Regions from separate parts of the Mus musculus genome. Here all the other regions are linked to region 1. Evidence: chromatin contacts called from public HiCAR-type, HiChIP or PLAC-seq and promoter capture Hi-C data. All regions are on one chromosome and are shown on one strand. The core of a region is the stretch at or near the end of the contact, and the rest is flanking DNA. Distances in the headings are between cores, read along the strand shown.

Region 1 (2,578 bases), core at 33-2,532:
AGAGTAACTTAGCATTTATGTCCTTTCACGAATAAAGCATGGTATATTGCTGAAGTCTGAAATCTGGGTTACGAATTCTGCCAGGATCTGTATCATCAGGGACAAGGAACTGCGGGTAGTTTCTATCATTTCCCCTCATTTCTGAAAATTTCAGTTAGCTATCAAGAGTCTTGTTTAAAAAAAAACTATCATAAATGTGTTACTTTAAAAACCATGCATACATATAGTGCTTCTAGTTTGAAACCACTTTCTGCAACTTTGATTTTGATAGAAACCTTTGACGAAATGAAAAAAAAGGGGGGGGGGAGAAAATAACGGTCAGCTTCAACTGCCGCTTCCTGATTGGCTAAAGCCCCTCTAACGGTCATCTGCTGCCTTATAAACCACACCCCCTTTTCTGGAACGTTCCTTAGAGCTTTACCCTCGTGCTTCAGGCGCTGGCTTCTCATTCTGCGTTAAGGTTCTCCAGGGTAGGAAGGTCTCTGACCCACCTGCCACCTCTAAGAGCCTTGTTCTTTTCTGTGGCGTTGGCAATGGAACCCAGTGTTACAGTGTGACAGGTGAGTGCTCCTGAGTTACTTTCTTGCACACTTTCCTTTAAAAAAAAAAAAAAAAGGAAAAAAAAAAAAAGAAAAAGAAAGAATGTTAACTTTTAATTTTTGGTTAATTTAGGCCTCCAAATCGCTGACCTCCAGGTCTGGAGTTGAAACCTCATCACACCCTTTCCTTTTTAAAAAAAAGAATTATTTTAATTTTAAAATTTTGGTGAATGTAATGTAGGCCTCGAAATCGCTTTCTGTACGAGGCTGGCCTTTGGGCCTGGATGCGCTGGCTTTAAGCCTTCTGAGTACAGGGACCACAGGCTGCCGGGCTTGTAAAGTGATTTGTTTTTTTCCTAAATTCCGTTTTTGAGGAGGAGAGGTTTTGGGCCACCCAACTGTCCTTTGGGAAATCTGACATGACTGTGTTCCATTATCGGAGCCTGTTCTGGGTCGGAAACGGGCAGAGCCCTCGACTTGGGGCGCCCTTGCAGAATCACGCACACATTTTATTGTTTAGGTTTCGGACGGAAACGTGACAGACGTCGCGGACGTTGGGGAGCGGAAGAGCCCAAAGGGAACCAGCAGGTAAGCATCTCCCCGAAGAGGGTCGGGGAAGGGGCGGGGTGAGAAAGGGGGCGGGACGAGGAAAGGGGCGGGGACAGGCTCCTCGGCTAATTTACCGCTCCTTTGGACGGGAGTCCTTGATTGGTCGGACTTACCCCCCTCGTTCCGGAAGTGACGCCACTCAGCGGTCAGGCCGGTTGTTCCCCGCTGCTGCACTTTCCACCTCCCGTCCGCCCCCATGGTCCGCCCCCTTGGTGTACCACAACAAGCCGGCTCTGGCGGGGGCGGGCTGAGGGCGGGGTCCGCTCTCGCGGCAGCGGCGGGTTGGGCGTTGGGCGTCGCCTTGCCCTTCCGTCTGCTGTTCTAGCGGGGGGCATGGAGGTGGGTTAGCGCGCTGCAGCCGGGCCTAGCCGGGGTGAGACGCGCCGCGGACAAGCCGCGAGCGGGCGAACGAGCAGGAGAGGAGAGCGCGTGCGCGGTGAGGGGCGCGCGGCTTACTGCCGTTGGGAACTTGCGCGCGGCCTGCGGGAGCGGGCGCCTGCTGTGACCCTTCTGGAGAGCTGCGTTTGGTGAGAGCGGCGGCTTGCCGCTGCTACCAAGGGCGGGCAGCGCTTGGTGTTTCCTGCAAGCGAGGCCCGCCCCCGGATCTCTGCTGTTCTGGCATCAGCACCGCCGGCCCTGGGCAACGATGTACAGCGAGGACCCTTAGCTTCGGGGCGAGGGAGGCCTCCCGGGTAAGGATCCGACCCTCTGTCCTGGCGTCGCTTCCGCATGGGCACCCGGACGCCCTCCCCGCCGTACCAGGCGTTGCGGTGTGGACAGCCTCCCGTACGCCCACAGCGGATGTGATCAAGTGCCTATTTGGCCCCTGGAGGAGAACAGTCCCTAGGGAAGTTGGGGGGGGGGATCAGTGTTAAGCCGTTCCCCCCAGTAGTGTGTGGATCTAACCTGACCTAGGTAACTCATTAGATGACACAAGGCCCAGGTGAGATGCATAATGTAAGGGACATTTTATCAGTTTTTATTTTAATTTCAGAAATGTTCTTTTTGGGGGCCAAAGTGTGAATCTGTCTGAATGCAGAGCCACATCTCACAGATAAGCCCAGCAATCACAAAGAGCATCACTTCTCTGTAGGACCTTGGTCAAGGTAATTGTCTTATTAAACAATAACTTCTTTTTTAGTTATTTGATAAGTACTAGAGTTAAAAATGTGGCATAGATCCATACCTTGACATGCCCTCTTCTGGTGTGTCTGAAGATAGCTACACTGTACTCATATAAATAAAACAAATCTTTAATTTTTTTTTTAAAATAAGTCTAATGTGTGCAGTAACCTCTGGCAGCATTTTGTTAGGAATTTTTGGAGGTAGGTCAGGTGAGGCAGAGAGATTAGACTTAGTAATTCGGGCAAATGATGAAAGAATAGGAAGACTCAAGAAAGGAGGAGTGCTAGACTCAGATGCAGCAGAGG
Region 2 (2,578 bases), core at 38-2,537, 680 kb after region 1:
GTTAAAGGTGTGTGCCACCACCACCGCTGTGCTTGATCCCCTAAAGCCCACCTTTAATCCATAAGAAGGCACAGATTTGGAACTCTCTGCTGAGAACATGATTCTCTTGTTGGTCTGTGATGCACATGTCTATGAACATGGGGCACCTGCTATTATAGCCCTAGAGACATCCTTTAGCTTACTATCCAGCCTCTCCAATGGATGCAATCCTGAGCAGGTCCAGACCATCTTCATACCAAAATGTCATCTGTAATCCCTATAAACAGACCTTGAAGGTTGCCCCTTCCCCCCTTAAGAACTTGACTAGGTTGAGTCATTGAAGGGGCTATTTAAGAACAGAGGCAGTAATAGGCACGTTGCATAGTCACCCCAGAACTTTTCAGAGGCTCTCAATCCAACGGCTGTGAGTCTAGACCCTTGCCCACAGCCTGACAAAGCTCACAGTTTACAAAGGAACCAGTGTTCGGGAGTGTTATCAGTCAGGGTTAAAGTTAGTTACACAGGCTTTAAATCCTGACCTTTGAGGAGATCCCCTGAAGCTACTCCTCCTGGCTCTTCAGTTCTTTTTGAACCTTGCAAAGGTACTGAAAACTGTAAAAGTCCTGAGGGAACAATCATACTCAGCTGTGGTGAATGACCATTCCAGAATGGTCTAGAAGCCCAATGCCCTGTGTATTCTGCCAGAATCCAGCTTTTTTTTTTTTTCAGCAAGTGGTATTGAACATTTGCTAAATTCTATTTCAAGACAAATGTAGTAGTTAATGTCTGTAATGCCAGCGCTCTGGGCTGAAGTAGATTAACTACAGCAAGATCCAGGGCAAAGTTACTACCCTGTTTCAAAAAACAAACAGGACTGACAAGGTGGATCAGGAAAAGGTGCCTGTTCCCAAGACTGAGGGCCAAGCCTAGTAACCTTAGTATGATCCCTGGAGCCCATGGTGTAAGAACAGAACCAACTCCCACGAGTTGTCCTCTGACCACACAGGGTCTTTGGCATATGTATCTACACATACACAAATAAGCAAACAAATGTAAATAATAATAATAAGTTAAACAAATTCTACTTGGGCCTTAGCTTCTGGCTATGTATTCTCAAATGGTCTGTGGGCGGGTTTATGCTACCTGGATCCCCTGGTCCAGGAAATGGCAGAGAGGAACGACCCAAGGAGCACTGCCTGACCAGGGCAACTTCAGCAGCCTGAACAAGCTAGACTACTAGGACTACAACTCCCAGCATGCCGTGCGGCTCAGCCTACCACTCCCAGCGGGCCGGGCGGCTGCGGAGGCAGTGGTGCGCGCAGGGCTGGAGGGGCTGGGCGGTGTCGGGCGCGCTGGGGCTGGGTTGCGCTGAGGTGCACGGACTCAGAAGCTCGCCCTCTGCGGGGACGGCACAGAAGGCGGTGCTGCCGGCTGGCACAGCCGGTGCGGGTGCGGGAGGCGGGTGGGGGTGGAGCGGGGCAGAGGTACAGACCCTACAAGGACGAGGAGTGGGCCAGACGCACCGAGGCTCGGCTGTGTGTGCCCCGGGGCGGCCGATGCCCCCAGCGCACCGCACTCCGCTGCCGCAACCGGGCCGCATCCTGACGGGGCGCCGCGCCGCGCAGCCGCAGCCGGGTGAGCTAAGGCGGGGACGGCGGCTTTCTGAGCGGGGAAAATGTGCCAGGCCGAGCAGGGGGAGACGGCGGTGCCGGCTCGGACTGAGGGGCGCGCCCTCCTTCTCCCAACCCCGAGAACGCTCTGATGTCCTGGCTATCTAGAGGCAATCGGTCCGTGGCGCCCCTCCTGTCCTGTCTCCTCTCTCAGCGGTCTTGGACCGGCTCCTAGCTTGCTTTTTGACTGCCTCTGTCAGAGAGCTAAGGATCTTAGCGATCCTGCGGTAGTCCTCCCACCCATTGCTTTATGCTTTTCTCCAGAAGGCAGTCTCATAAGGGATTCCCTGTGTTCCAGGCCGTGGTCCTCCGCCTAGCTTGGAGATATTCAGGCTACTTCATATCTTTGACCTTCCTCTCTTCCCAAGAAAAGCAATCCATTAGCAGTCCTCTTGACTAAATCCATAAAGAAGAGGGAATAGAGCGTGGGCCTTAATCTCTGCCCTGGGCTTCAACACAGCCTTTCCCCTTCTCAGCCCTAGTCCTCAAAGATCCATCTGAATGTGTGGGTACTTCCAAATCCTTTTCCTGTCCAACAATCACCTCTTTCCACCCTACCCCTGGGCTGTCACCTCTCAGGCCCCTCCTGCCTCTAAGCCATTTGCTGGCTCGCCCTCTATGGACCGGTAGAGGCACAACGCTACCTTGAGTCTGTGGGCCAGAGACTGTGCAGGGCTCCCTTCCCAGGAAGCTGCCCTTTTTGGTGTTGTCATTTCCAGAACCTCCTGGAGTCCCTAGGAGAGACACTTCTATCAGCACCTGTCTCCCGGCCATCTGGTTAGGTTGCTTGAATATCGGTGAATGGACTGTCCTGTTTGGGTTAGAAAGGTTCTAAGAACAAGTCTTACTAGCCCAATGCATAGAGCAAGGTGCTATGGCCTGAAGTAGGAAAGGGGCTAGCACAAGGTCACTTGACAAGGTGGTCAAAG
Region 3 (2,578 bases), core at 41-2,540, 660 kb before region 1:
TATAAAAAATGATCTTGTGAACCATGCACATAGTTCAGCATTAATGACGTGCTAGCGCAATGCCAGGAGGCAGATCTCTGAGTTCGAGGCCAGCCTGATTTAAAAAGAGAGTACTAGACCAGTCAGGAGTATATAGTGAAACCCTGTCTTAACAACAATAATAAAAATAAATAGTAATTTTAAAACAAACAATAAAAAATTACTTAGGGCACAGTGTGGTGGTGTGCACCAATAATTCCAACACCCAGGGGACAGAGGCAGTCAGATCTCTATGAATGTCTGGCCAGTCAGGGAGATTGTTGTTGTTGTTGTTGCTGTCATCGTCGTCGTCATCATTGTCAATGTCATCGTTGTTGTCGTCATAGTTTAATGTAATTTGGGGATGGAGAGATGGCTCAGCAATTTAGGGCATTCATTGCTCTTGTAGGGAACCTGGATTCAACTCCCAGAGCCTACAAGGTGACTCATAAACACTTTTAACTCTAGTTCCTGGAGGTCAGACACCTGCTCTCCACAGGGACAAGGCACTCACAAGGTACACATACATACATGTAGGCAAAAAATAAGTAAAACTAAAACAAATGTTAAAAAATAAAAAAAATGCATGCTGGAGCGACGACTCAGCAGTTAAGAGCACTGACTGCTCTTCCACAGGTCCTGAGTTCAATTTCCAGCAACCACATGGTGGCTCACGACCATCTGTAATGGGATCTGATGCCCTCTTCTGGTGTGTCTGAAGATAGTCACAGTGTATTCATATACATAAAATAAATAGTTTTTTTTAATGCACTTATAAAACAAACAATAAACGGGGCGGTGGTAGGGCATGCCTTCAATCTCAGCTCTCCAGAGGCAGAGGCGGGTTGCTCTCTGAGTTCAAGCCAACCTGGTCTACATAGCGAATACCATGACAGTCAAGGCTCAAGGCTACGGAGAAACCGGGTCTCAGGAAAAACAAAACAAAACAAAACAAAAACAAAAACAAAAACAACAACAAAAAAAAACAGCAACCCTAAAAACAACCTCTAAAAACCAATTTGAACAAGAGGGTCGCCTCCTCCAGAGGATGCTGTAATTTTATCGAGAGGAACGAGCTGTGGGTGAGAGGTCGCTCATTCTAGCTCAGCCCCACGTCCCAGCTGAGTGCAGACCACTGGTCACAGTGCCAACTCGCCCATTTACAAGGATGCGGGCGCAGCGAGCGGTGCACAGCGGAGAGGGTCCTCCGGGCCAGCAAGCGGCGCTGCGACCCCGCGCGCTCAGAGGAGGAGGCGCTCTGCCGGGCAGGAAGAGTCTCTGCAGGATCTCTGTCCACGCGCCCGCCATGGCGCCCGCTCCGGCCGTGCTGACCCGGCTGCTGTGTGCAGGTGAGCGCGGTGAATCTCGGAGATGGGGGGAACCCGGGGATCCGAGAGGGGAGGACAGGGACGAGGGTTGGACGCGCCCCCACCGGCTCTTTCCCCGCAGGTGTGCGGCGCTGGCCAGGTTTCCTGCAGAAGGCGATCCCGGGCCCTGCGGAGCAGAATGGTAGGAAGGTCACGGGAGCCCCGGTCCCCGCAGTCAGCGAGCCCCAGGATGGCGACGGTAAAGATCAGCGGGTGGAGCTGGGCCGGGGCGCGGAATCGTGGAGAGGTTGTCATTGCAGGGTCCCCAAAGGAACCCAGTACCAATCTAAGTGTGGTGGGAGGGAGATAGAACCCCTGTGGCCTGGTAGCTCTCGAAACCCGTGAAGACTTACTTTTGTATCTGTCCATCTTGCTGGTCTTCTGGAGGGGCGTTTAAGGCACCCGAAGTCAACGAGGCCCCTGGTTCGTTTTCCTCTTACATCTGTGGAGATTAAGGGAAGAGGACTTGGCCAGGTTTTCCCCGCACACAGTCACTTTAGACCTTGACACTAGTCCCTCGGTGTTGCAAAAATGCCCCTGTGTCTTCCAGATCTTTCCTGGCGTTTCCTCACAGCTTTGAGTTTCCCACTCCCAGGAGACTGGTGAGTCTTTGGTTGGTTGGTGATGGGCCACAGTGTCTGCCCTTACTCTCTTTTTCAGATTTCCAGAGCAGGATCCTAGATACGCCATTACAGCATTCGGATTTCTTCAATGTCAAGGAGCTGTTTTCTGTGAAGAGCCTCTTCGAGGCCCGAGTACACCTGGGACATAAAGCTGGTTGCCGCCATAGGTAGTTGGCACAGGCCGTGTGGGCAGAGTGGTGGAGTTGGGTCAGGGTTGGAAGTGGGGGCAGGGTGGGGGTGTCTGCGGCAACACCAAGTGCAGTGCTAGTATTGATGCTGGTTCACAGACAGGGTGAAAACTGAGGGTCATGGCAGGCGGGGGAGCCCGGTGGAGAGGACCTGCTGTATAGAACAGAAGTGGCCCTAGAGAGTTAAACTGGGCAGAGCACCTTGGTTGGGTTCATGTTTATCTGCAGTTGGTTCTCAAATCTCCACAGGGAGAAGGTGGGACAGGTTGAGCCACAAACCTGATTGTCTGTGCGCAAGTCCACACCTGTGTCCCCAGCCCATCACTCCCTAGGCAGGAGTAGTGGGAGTTGGTAAATGTAAGAGCCTGGGTGGCTGGTAGGT
Region 4 (2,578 bases), core at 57-2,556, 610 kb after region 1:
CTCTCCCCTGCAGCTGGAGAGCAGCAGACACCTGAGCAGCAGACCAGGGGAATGGCGGGCTTCACTGTCCCCAGGCCACCCTAGCCTCCTTAAGTGGCAGATAAGTAGGGGCCCCAGGACCCTTGGGTAGACTGCCCTCCGGGACCCTGGAGCCAGGGGAGCTATGGCTGGGAGACAGAAGAAGGTAGAAAGGGACCACGCAGGCATCTTGTGCTGCCCACTTCCTGCTTTTTAAACATGGAGGGAGAGGCATGTCAACCTGGCCCAGAAAGTATGGTGGGTGGTAGGCAAGAGCCACAGAGCTGACACTTCTCACAGCAGTGGCCCCAGCTCTGTCCTGCCATGCACGGCCACTAACCAAGGCACCTGCTGGGCTGACAGCAGCAGCACCAGTAGCACCTGTCGCCCACCACTGGTCCAGCCCCAGCCCCAGCCCCAGCCCCAGCCCACATCACCGGTACTCTGGGGATCGGGAAGAGGAGGCAGAAGGGACAGTTCATGCTGAGCTGGGGCCAAGACTGTGCTTCAGAGAGTGAATAAGGATCTTCAGTGACCTAGGGAGAGGCAAGCAGCCCCTCCGTGCTTGCTGTGTGCCTTAAATGCCATCTCCTGTTCCTTCCAGGCCTGTGGGCTTCCCTCCTATTTTGCCCCACCCCCCGCAGCCAGCAGGTTCCTAGTCCCCGTTTGCTCTCTGGGAGTGTCTGTTCCCAAGAAGTCTAAGCAGGCCTAGGACGTGAGGGCCTCCAGAGGTTTCCTGATTCCAGACAGGTGGCAGAGCCACCCCCTGCTGCTGAGGTTGACAATCTGTTCAGGGCTCAGGGCTAGGATCTCCCTGGGCATGGCCCTGTGGCCACCACTGTGGGCTAAATGGCAGGGTGCAGTTCAGAATCCAGAGGTGCTGCTGGCCCTGCACCATACCTCCAATTAGCTTTGCATGGACAAGCTCCCTTTTCTTCTGGTCGTGGGGCTTGGTCAAACGAATACCAGGATCTCTGCTTCCTCAACCAGTCCGCAGAGCAGAAGAAAAGACAGCAGCAGCTGCTGGCCGGGTACTCGTTTGAAACAACTGTCACTCTGAACCCTCCTGGGTTTCGGGGTTTGTTTTTTTAGCAGCTTTTATCAAATAAGAACTGTGGGCCCCTCTTCTGTTTATTTGTGCTGTAAATAGAGAGGGGACATCTGTAAACAGCCCCTTGGTCAGCTCCCTCTGGTGGCAGCCGGAATTGGATTGTTTAAGGAGTGTGTGTGTGGAGTCCGGCTTGTGAGCAGTCATGTGGGTCTTTGGTTTGTTCCTCTTTTACAGGTCCTTTCATTTCAGTCTTTGCCCCTGCTTCCTGTCCTTCACCAGCTCTAAGTGCTGCTGTGTGCAAGTGGGGAACACTGCACATGAGGTCCTTCCTCCCAGCGCTGTAGAGGCCCCTGCAGCCTCCCTGTGTAGCACAGGCCTACCTGAGGCCTAGCCTACTGGTGCTGCAGCCAACAGAGTGGGTCTATGGTCTATGTCTACTGGTTCCCAAGCATGAGCTGGGCAGAAAGGAGGGCTTACCTTCTAGACCCAGAATCACCAGGCCCTCCTATGATCCTGGGAGCCTTAGGCAGACTAAGTCAAGAGCCAGGACAGCTCTGGAGTTTCCGTGTGGGGATATCGAGGTGCGATGTGTGGGTTTAACTTATTAGCCAGCAGGCTTCCCCAGTCACCTGCCTCTGGCTGCGACTGAGCCCAGTGTTCAGGCAGCCTGGCTTCCACATGTCTGTTTCTTAGTGGTGGGGTCTGGGAGAGCTGTGAAGATTCGTCTTTGTATACATACTAAGCAACATGGACAGTTGGGTTCCCAGCAGAGGCCAGCCATTACCTGTGGGTAAGGCAAGCAAACACCGGATCTGGCTGGCCCTTAAGCCGAGACACCTGTTCCATGCCTCCCAGTGTGGCACTGTAATATAAACCCCCCACTAACCTGTCTGACAGTGCATCTTCCTACAGACAGAACAAGCGCGCAACTTTTATATGAAAGAAAAATAAACAGACAAAAGCCCATCTGATGCCATGTCTGTGTCCAGGCCTTCTGTATCTGCATCGGGCCAGTCCCTGCTGTTTGTGACCTAGGTGGAGGGGAGGGGTACGGTGGGGCCTGAGGGCTCTGGTAGGCATTGGGAACCCATGTGCAGGAGAGAGCTGACTCCTGCAAATGGTATGCTGATGGCCACACACAGATTCACACAGGAAGGATAGAAATAAATGCACAAGCACCATCCACACCCAGGAGTCATGCCACCCCACCCTGTGAGAGTGGCTTTAAAACTCTGCCTTCACTGTGCTCCTGAGGGTCATTCATTCCTCTGTCTTTCCGAATACAAGTGCTGAGGAAGACCAAGTGATTTTCAGACCCATGGATGTCCTCAGACCCTGGGAATGAAGTACCACACCCAGGAGGTCACAGCCAGCACCTGACTCTACAGAGCTGGAGTCAGGCTGGAGGGATGGCTCAGCGGTTAAGAACACTGGCTGCTCTTGCAGAAGACCTGGGTTCAATTCTCAGCACCTACAATTTCTAACTCCAGTTACAAATCTGATGCCCTC
Region 5 (2,578 bases), core at 39-2,538, 590 kb before region 1:
TTGGCCTATGGGAGTGAGGAGCTTGTCTGTCTGTCTGTCTGTCTGTCTGTGTGGCTTTATGTCTCTGTGTATCTGCCTACACATATGTGTGTCTGTGTTTCTGTGTCTGTGCATGTGATATCCATGAACAGACTTCCCAGGAGGGAAATGCAGAGCGAGACAGGAAAGGAACTTGATAAAACAGGTGGACAGCAACCAGAAAAGCAGAGTAGATGATGGAACCTCACCTCTGCCACCGTCCATCCCTGCAATTAGTGTGTCTGGAGGCAGCCTGCCTGCCGACGGCCTGCCCGCAGGGTTGACGCCTGGGGACTAAGTATCAGAGAGAAGTGGCCCTTAGAAAAAGAAAGCCAGAATAGGAGAGAGCAGCAGGGTCAGGAAACAAAGCTGAGCTGCTGCCGGGTCCTTGGCCCAGGAATGGGGCTGGGGAAAAGCCTACAGAATGTGTGGGAGCCACTGCCTTCCTGTGATATACCCCCACACGCCTGGACTTCCTGGAGATAGGGCAGAGCCCGGGCTTCTGAGCAGCCTTAGGGGATCTCCACACCTAGCCAAATCTGCCTATCTTTTTCTTAAATCATATTCACTGGAGCCTGTTCATAAAAATACTTTCTGACAATTAAAAATTTCAAAGAAAATTTAGGCCTTGTGGCGGGAGAGATGGCCCAGCATTCACAGTTTGTTCCCCTCAGGCATCAGCGTCTACCATGTCTGCAATGTACACACATGCATGGCAAATAACAGTACACATACAATAAAATAAACAAGCCTTTAAAAGTACGCCACCTCACCTAGTGGTAACCAGCATTGCTTTTGCATAGTAGGTTTGTCTAGTTTGTGCATGACTGTGGTGACTGGAGCTGAGGCTGGAAGCATCCCTCTCCCAATGGAGCTTGGACTGGATGCCAACGCCCTGTGGACACTGAGCCCAATCAATCCTCAGGGTCACCCTTCCCCATACTCTAATATATGAGCACATAGTCAGTGACCTCATTGACATCCTCCCAGTCACACTCTTGGAGGAAGTCATTTTCATTACCCATACTTTCCAGGTGAAGAAACTGAGGCTACAGAGCTAGGGGGTGTTGTAACTGGAATTCCCGGGAAGTGGATCTGATTTCAGCAAAACAGCATCACGGGCCGCCCACACAATACATAGACTGTGTATGCAAGCGCTGTCCACCAGGCCTGCCAACTAGAGGAGGCCCACGCCCCCTCTGAAACCACTCCCCCAGCAGCCCACGCCCCCAGCTGACATCAGCGAGGCCCGGCCTCTGGCGCAGAGCGCAGGCAGCGCGGAGCCGCGCCGGCCCTGCGCCCCGCGCTGCCCCGGGTCTCGCGGCCCGCCGGCCACCCGCGCCACCGTGAGTCGTCCATGGTGCAGCGCATGTGGGCTGAGGCGGCCGGGCCCATAGGGGGCACCGAGCCGTTGTTTCCCGGTTCCCGGCGCAGCCGCAGCGTGTGGGACGCCGTGCGCCTGGAGGTGGGCGTCCCCGACAGCTGCCCAGTGGTGCTGCACAGCTTCACGCAGCTCGACCCTGATCTGCCGCGCCTGGAGGTGGGTGAGCCCAACGTCCTTTGCAGCATTGTGTGTGGCTGGGGGGTTCCTTCCTCAGAAGTCCCCCTGCTGTATCAGCCCTGGGGCAGCCAGTTGGGCATTACAGCTTCCAGCACACCCTCAGCAGTAGGTGGGGAATCAGAGCTGAATTCCCGTGCCCCCTCAATTCATCCCAGTACCTGCTCCCACTCATCACAGGTGTGACAACCCCAATTACTGCAGTCAGTCAAACCTTTAAGCCCCTCCATGCTGTCACTATTTACACGCCTGTGGTGTGTGAATGCTCCAACCACGAGGGCCTATCCTCATTTCAAACCCTTGTCAATGGGGCGCGTGACACGAGGAGGCCACAATATAGTGGGCCAGCAAGTGGTTGTGGTGGCACAGCCCTAAACTCCCCAGAGGTGAGTGGGACCTCAGGGGCCTTTGAATACCCATCACTGAGTCAGACATAGGTCTAATGACCCGGGAACATCGAGGCTGTTCAGAGGAGGCAGTGGCAGGAAGGGAGTGGGATGGGCTGGAAGATTCAGAGACCATGCCCTTATGTGTGGGTGGTGGGAATAGTGAATGTGGGTAGGAGCTTGTTTCTAGTGTCCTGGGCAGGGACACCCAGCAGTGCCCTCTTCCTTTCACCTTAGTGTACACCTGCCACCATGCCCCAGGGGTAGTGGAATCCCAAGGCAGCCCTGCATCCTGCTCTGCCTAGAGAAGGCTCAGACAAAGCATACTCGGGAACTTCTGGTCATGGGGCCCCCAGGCCTAGGAGGCCTCTTGTGCTTGGCAGGTGTCCCAAGCCAGGCTGCTCATTCACCCAGTGGTCTCATCCTGGAGGCGGCTGGGGAGGGACTCCGGGGAGCTTGGTGGTGGGCGGCCCACCACCAGCCCTGCACTCATCTGGCTTTCATTATGTCTGGCAGAGTCTCCGGCTTTGTGTGCTGGAAGGGCCTAGCCTGATCACTCCTGGAGGGGGGTGTCAAGCTTCTCTCTGACTCTGTCTGGCTACATCCCTAAGGACCC
Region 6 (2,578 bases), core at 36-2,535, 590 kb after region 1:
TCCTATTCTAAGAAGGAGCAAAGTGTCCACACTGTGGTCTTCGTTCTCTTGAGTTTAATGTGTTTAGCAAATTGTATCTTATATCTTGGGTATCCTAAGTTTCTGGGCTAATATCCACCCATTATGGGTGGGTGGGTATGGGGGACTTTTGCTATAGCATTGGAAATGTAAATGAGCTAAATACCTAATAAAAAATGGAAAAAAAAAGGGGGGGGGGACAACCCTTATCTAGGAAGCAGGACAGAGAGGAGCAGGTAACCCGATGGGGCTGGGTGGTGGTTGGGTGCTTTTGCTTACCCCACAGCCCCGAGGCCCTGTGGCTTAAAGCAGTAGCCCTTTGTTTGTGCTCGGGACTCAAGTTAGGAGGATGGTATATGAATCTGCCCAGGCAAGCATCTTTGGGAGCTAGGACAGTTGGGCTATTTTGTCACCAGTGTCAGGCTGGTCTAGGTTTGTTGTTGTAGCAGCTGGCAGGCAACAAATGGAAAAGTGTCAGGTGTCCTGACTCAGGGTCAACGTGACAGCCACTCAGTGGGACCACAAGGATCACTGTTTGGGGGGGGGGGGAACCCTGCTCCTGAGGGGAGGACTGCCTGCCACTGACACAGGACAATGGAGAGGGCTACATCAGTCTGTAGACAGCTCAGTAGTGACACAAAAGGAGGCCTGGCTTTCTGGACTCTGCATTTGCCCCAGAGCCAAAGCAGCCACCTTTATTCCTGTGATCCCAACTGAGGCCCAGAGGGAAAAGAATGGAGCCAAGTTCACTCCCTGGAAGCAGCTCGGGCTCAGGTACTGACTTCTCCCTGGGCCTCGGAGTCTTCTTGAGGTCACAGTGTGATTGAGGGAATTGAATCAAGCCATGGGAAGGAAGCACCATATGCGTGGGAAGCAGAGAAGCTGGCACTGCACTGCTGCTTCTCCTGTGCTCGGGAGCGTGGCACTGACTTCAGCCACCCGGGAAAGGCTTGGGTAGGGGACCAGCTTGGCACTTGTCTGATGTCCACCTTTGTCTAGGGTTTGCAGTTCAGTGCCCAGGACCTTCAGGAGAACCTTGTAAGGGTGGAGCCTCCCTTCTCGTGGCTCTCCGCAGTGCTGGGTATATGGGACAGTCTGAGTCACCTCTGCCCTACCACACAGATCACCTCTTCCCCAGAAGGCACCTCTAGCAAGCTCCCTCCACGGACCTTGCAAAGCTTGGTTTCAGGCAGTCCTGGTCCTTGACTGTTAATACACACAAACACACACACCCCTAGGAATTTCTCCTCATTCCTTCTGAGCTGTTAGCAGAGGACTGTGGATGAACTGGGCTGTATGCTATAGAATTGCAGACAAGGGCGTTTCCTTAGGTTTGGGTCTGAGTGTGTCACTTCTGTGGAATGTTGAGGCATCTTACGTTTGTGACTCTGTATTCTTAGCTCCAGCTCCAGGAAAGAATCCCTGCTAAAAGGATAGGATATTTCAGTGAAAGGAAAGAGTCTCCGGAACCGTGCTTGCAGTGTGTGTCAGCTGATAGGTCGAACCCCATGCCGTGATTTAGTGTCTTGCCAGCTCTACACAGTCTCTGGGTAATTCTAAGAGGAGCTTAGACATGGGATTCCACAGTGCGATCAGAATAGGAGTGGGTTAGCTGTAAGGATGAAAAGGGAGGATCACATACAATCAGTAGGGACAGTCAGATAAGCTGAGGGACTGGCTAAAGCAAGGTGTGAGTGACACCCCGAGCTACTCGAGCCTTCGGATGCTGTACCAGGCACTTCTTCCTGTTCTTTCCAGGTTCTGCCGCCCTGTGGGCTGCTTGGGGTGTCTTCATTATCGCCCAGTTCTGGAACTGCACCTCTTTCCTCCCAGCTCCCCACACCTGTGTCCCAGCTGTCCTGAACAATATGAGTTGGGTCGATATGTACACTGCCCTTGAGCAGTAGTGACAGCATCCAGACTCTTGATGGTCACAAGGGTGGTCACTCCCTGTGTATACTGTGGAGTGGGCGGTAGAGAACCGCCTCTCCCATCCCCTAGAGTGTCCTGGGCAGCCTTTCTTTACTAGCACCCATTCCACCCATTCCAAATGCTGCCACCAAGAGACCTGTTGGGATGCTGGATAAGCAAAATAGCTAGCTGATTCCACTTTTAGAGGGTATGTTTAAGTGCCTGTAACGATGCTTATGACTTAAAACAAAAATCTTTGAAATATGAAAGCTAAATGTAGCCTGGTTGTGGTAATGTTCGCCTTTAATCCTAGTATTCCAGAGGAAAAGGCAGGTAGCTCTCTATGAGCTCAAGCCAGCATGGTCTGCAGAGCAAGTTCTAGGACACCCGGGGCTGGCTACACAGAGAAACCCTGTCTTGAATCCCTCACCCACCCACCCCTACCAAAAAAAGAAAGCTAAGTGTCCATCGCCATGGACCCCAGTGTTTGAAAAGGGCTGTACAGCAGCTGCTATCTCGTTCTGGGCCCAGACAATCCTTTCTTTCTCTGAGCTGCTAGATCCAGGCTTTGAGGCATCACACATGTGCCCTTCAGAAGACCTAGGTCTCATATAAACATTTGGCTTCTGTGCTGTGGCCAGAAATGCAG
Region 7 (2,578 bases), core at 56-2,555, 540 kb before region 1:
AACTGAAATCTGAGTGGAATTATCAACGGAAGGAGCCAGAATCTGCTTATGCTAAGATGTTCAGGGAAATCATTTCTAAAGAAACAATTCCAAGATTCCACAGAGCATCACTTTAGGTCCACTACTTGTTGTGTGGTTATGTGGCCTGTTTACTTGTAAAATGCAGATGTTGTCAGTTCCGGCCCTGGGGATTGAAAGGACTGTGGCATGTTAAAAAATAAATAAATAAAAATTAAAAAATGCCGGCCCGTGGTGGCGCACGCCTTTAATCCCAGCACTCGGGAGGCAGAGGCAGGCGGATTTCTAGTTCGAGGCCAGCCTGGTCTACAGAGTTCCAGTACAGCCAGGGCTGTAAGAGAAACCCTGTCTCAGGAAAAAAAAAAAAAAAAAGCCGGGCAGTGGTGGCACACGCCTTTAATCCCAGCACTTGGGAAGCAGAGGCAGGCGGATTTCTGAGTTCGAGGTCAGCCTGGGCTACACAGAGAAACCCTGTCTCGAAAAAACCAAGGGGGGGCGGGAGAGCACTTTGTACGTGCTAACCACATAATACAACGCCGGCGAATTGTGTCACTTTTAGTTTCAACTACAGGTGGTGGAAAAGTTCTCTTTCCTCCCGTGCCTCGGTTTTCTGCCGAGAGCAATAAGGTCAGAGCAGCTCACTGTCCTGGGATAGATGCCAAGCATGCTACTCACATTTGGGGACAGAAAGAAAATACCGCCTAGTTCACAACAGGTCCTAGAGCTTGCCTAAACTCTCCGTTGCCACGGAAACCGCTCTCCCGCCCGGTGGTCCCGCCCATTCAGTAGACACGATTCCTTTCCCGCGGTCCCGGAGTTTCCCAGCTCCTTACTCGAGAGACGCTTTCCTCGCCGCCCAGGGTCTGTAGCATCTTGGCCTCGTTACGTACTACGCCCGGGTACTCCACGCACACCAAGCGCCGTTCCCGCCGCAGGTCCACAGGGATGGCGGCCTTCGGGTCCGCATCCGGCTCCGCCGCCGCCATGCCTACTAGTCTGGTTCCAGCCCGCCGCGGTCCGTTCTCAAATGGCTCCGCGAGGCCTCACCTCAAAGGTTCCGCGAAGGAATTGTTCCGGTCCTCCTTACCTTTCTCGTCTCCTTAAATCATGGAGACTCGAAGGCCTCCAGGAAGAAGTGCGTCGCCGCAACTGTTTATTTTGCTACACCACACAGAACTGGGGGCTTTTTAATTTAAAATGAAGAGGGTTGGACAAAGGGGCGAGACGAGGGCGTATCCCACCAGCCGACCCAACCAAGACAAGCCAGGATTCGACCGGGTTTTTCCGGATATCCCGTCCAATGAGAGCTTGAAGACGTGCCCCAGGCGTCCTCTGGCCCGCCTCTCATCCCTGAGCTGGTTTTCGGCTGTCAAAGAAAAAGCAGTCCACTGAGTCCTCTTAGCCTTGCTCCTGTGTGCATGTATTTAGGGCTGAGTGCAACTGTAAATTAACAAATTGATAACTTCTTATCATCACACCTCTGTGAGTTTAATACACAAGCTTCAAAGCCTTTGTTGTCATCTTGCAGAGATGACAGTAAAATATTAGATGCACATCGCATCCCATATTAGGATGTACGCACAGCATGCTTAGCAAAATTTGCAACATAGGCTACTCACCTGTTGGTTCTGTGAGGGTCTGATTAGATAGGTAAGTCTGCTGAACTCGGTGCTTCTACCTCTGAATGAGAAGAAGTTCGGTTCCTGAACCTACAAAGCTGCTTCTAAGCTACATGGAGCCTCGGTAAACCCCTCATCCAATGTAGCAACACTCTCAATATTCAGCTGTCATCTCTTCTCCTTATGATATAAACATGATCTTAGAAAGCGATCTCACGTTGTTCCTGTTCTCAGCGGGACCCTCACCCCTCTTTCCCCCCACCACCTAGCTGTCAGCTTCTCTTCATCACTTAGGTTTATGTATAGGCTTTATCTCCCCTGGGGATCCACCATGATAACCTAAACCTAGTCTGCTGATTTCCTTGGTGCACTCGGCACTCAGACGCACACATCGGGGAGCACAGCCTTATTTGCTTAATGCTGGCCTTGCTTTACTGTGTTGGCAGCTTCCTAAAGGTAAGTATTGCTTTGCTGCGGACCTCTCAGACCTGAACACGGGGGTAGACACAGAGTATACATTCACTAAAGATGTTGTGAGCCAGTGAATGAATGAGGCGACACTTTCATGACTCATTCAATCCAGGCCTAGATCGACACGTGGCCACAGAACACTGAATCAATCTCATTCTAGAGAGGCATGTCCGTATGTGAACAGGAACCACGGAGAAGGGCAGGAGGGGAGACAAAGACAAGGACCAACCTGAGGTCCTCAGGCCAAGCTTCTGAGAGAAAGAGACTTGGTCCTGCCTGGGATCCAAGCCAGATCTGGCGCACAGACCCTCACAAACAAAAACTTACCTATCTAATCAGACCCTTCAGACTGGAAGCTGAGAAGAGCCAAAAGGATCAGGCAGCTAATGAAAGCAGTGTCCACACATTTAGCATTTAGGAAATGCAGTCTCCTGCATGCCTGGGTCTGTGGGGAGTGGATGATGAATCAG

The links. Promoter capture Hi-C pulls out the DNA fragments that hold promoters and counts their contacts. HiCAR-type assays count read pairs that join an accessible place to other places. HiChIP or PLAC-seq counts read pairs in DNA pulled down with a chosen protein or histone mark. Capture Hi-C pulls out chosen DNA fragments and counts their contacts.
Region 2: a contact with region 1 is called in a HiCAR-type map of astrocytes, with 2.4 times the contacts expected there. The contact joins the promoter of Slc27a4 here to the promoter of Setx in region 1. A contact is called at or near these places in 5 of 39 promoter capture datasets (the C10 cell line, the SN4741 cell line, cranial neural crest and 2 more) and 5 of 115 datasets of contacts at active chromatin or transcription factors (the NIH/3T3 cell line, astrocytes, embryonic forebrain and 2 more).
Region 3: an H3K4me3 HiChIP or PLAC-seq map of bone marrow-derived macrophages shows a contact between it and region 1, with 4 times the contacts expected there. The contact joins the promoter of Mrps2 here to the promoter of Setx in region 1. A contact is called at or near these places in 1 of 39 promoter capture datasets (the C10 cell line) and 1 of 115 datasets of contacts at active chromatin or transcription factors (bone marrow-derived macrophages).
Region 4: a promoter capture Hi-C map of the HPC-7 cell line shows a contact between it and region 1, with 2.2 times the contacts expected there. The contact joins the enhancer-like site here to the promoter of Setx in region 1. A contact is called at or near these places in 6 of 39 promoter capture datasets (the 3T3-L1 cell line, 3T3-L1-derived adipocytes, the HPC-7 cell line and 3 more), 3 of 115 datasets of contacts at active chromatin or transcription factors (embryonic basal ganglia, large pre-B cells and pancreatic cancer cells) and 1 of 9 other capture datasets (pancreatic islet).
Region 5: a promoter capture Hi-C map of pancreatic islet shows a contact between it and region 1. The contact joins the promoter of Ralgds here to the promoter of Setx in region 1. A contact is called at or near these places in 2 of 39 promoter capture datasets (liver and pre-B cells), 1 of 484 Hi-C or Micro-C datasets (muscle stem cells), 4 of 115 datasets of contacts at active chromatin or transcription factors (CD8 T cells, memory CD8 T cells, pancreatic cancer cells and 1 more) and 1 of 9 other capture datasets (pancreatic islet).
Region 6: an H3K27ac HiChIP or PLAC-seq map of extraembryonic endoderm stem cells shows a contact between it and region 1. The contact joins the enhancer-like site here to the promoter of Setx in region 1. A contact is called at or near these places in 4 of 39 promoter capture datasets (the 3T3-L1 cell line, cranial neural crest, hippocampal neurons and 1 more), 8 of 115 datasets of contacts at active chromatin or transcription factors (astrocytes, bone marrow-derived macrophages, cardiomyocytes and 5 more) and 2 of 9 other capture datasets (adipose tissue and pancreatic islet).
Region 7: a contact with region 1 is called in a promoter capture Hi-C map of pre-B cells, with 3 times the contacts expected there. The contact joins the promoter of Gtf3c5 here to the promoter of Setx in region 1. A contact is called at or near these places in 9 of 39 promoter capture datasets (the HPC-7 cell line, cranial neural crest, erythroid cells and 4 more), 5 of 484 Hi-C or Micro-C datasets (Th1 cells, embryonic stem cells, pre-B cells and 1 more), 1 of 115 datasets of contacts at active chromatin or transcription factors (extraembryonic endoderm stem cells) and 1 of 9 other capture datasets (liver).

The regions. Positions count from the first base shown.
Region 1 is chr2:29,123,710-29,126,287 of GRCm38.p6, forward strand. Setx (senataxin) reads left to right here and starts at 1,283. Exons shown (of 26, transcript NM_198033.2): 1 at 1,283-1,840; 2 at 2,143-2,254.
Region 2 is chr2:29,801,347-29,803,924 of GRCm38.p6, forward strand. Slc27a4 (solute carrier family 27 (fatty acid transporter), member 4) reads left to right here and starts at 1,288. Exons shown (of 13, transcript NM_011989.5): 1 at 1,288-1,614.
Region 3 is chr2:28,466,776-28,469,353 of GRCm38.p6, forward strand. It overlaps Mrps2 (mitochondrial ribosomal protein S2), which reads left to right and starts at 1,291. Exons shown (of 4, transcript NM_080452.3): 1 at 1,291-1,367; 2 at 1,468-1,584; 3 at 2,046-2,175. The coding sequence starts at 1,325.
Region 4 is chr2:29,738,320-29,740,897 of GRCm38.p6, forward strand. It overlaps Rapgef1 (Rap guanine nucleotide exchange factor (GEF) 1), which reads left to right. Exons shown (of 26, transcript NM_001039087.1): 26 at 1-2,044. Among named protein-coding and RNA genes, the nearest start is that of Gm13420, 12 kb to the right of the region's middle. Within about 2 kb of position 1,307, at least 83 of the 459 cell types and tissues checked have an H3K27ac peak or open chromatin away from gene starts, as enhancers often do. A contact at or near this core is called in the HPC-7 cell line, liver and pancreatic islet, where this site is marked.
Region 5 is chr2:28,532,176-28,534,753 of GRCm38.p6, forward strand. Ralgds (ral guanine nucleotide dissociation stimulator) reads left to right here and starts at 1,289. Exons shown (of 18, transcript NM_001145835.1): 1 at 1,289-1,558. The coding sequence starts at 1,376.
Region 6 is chr2:29,710,761-29,713,338 of GRCm38.p6, forward strand. All of the region lies in intron 12 of Rapgef1 (Rap guanine nucleotide exchange factor (GEF) 1), which reads left to right. Among named protein-coding and RNA genes, the nearest start is that of Gm13420, 40 kb to the right of the region's middle. Within about 2 kb of position 1,286, at least 70 of the 459 cell types and tissues checked have an H3K27ac peak or open chromatin away from gene starts, as enhancers often do. A contact at or near this core is called in extraembryonic endoderm stem cells and trophoblast stem cells, where this site is marked.
Region 7 is chr2:28,581,974-28,584,551 of GRCm38.p6, forward strand. It overlaps Gtf3c5 (general transcription factor IIIC, polypeptide 5), which reads right to left and starts at 1,306. Exons shown (of 12, transcript NM_148928.3): 1 at 852-1,306. The coding sequence starts at 1,004.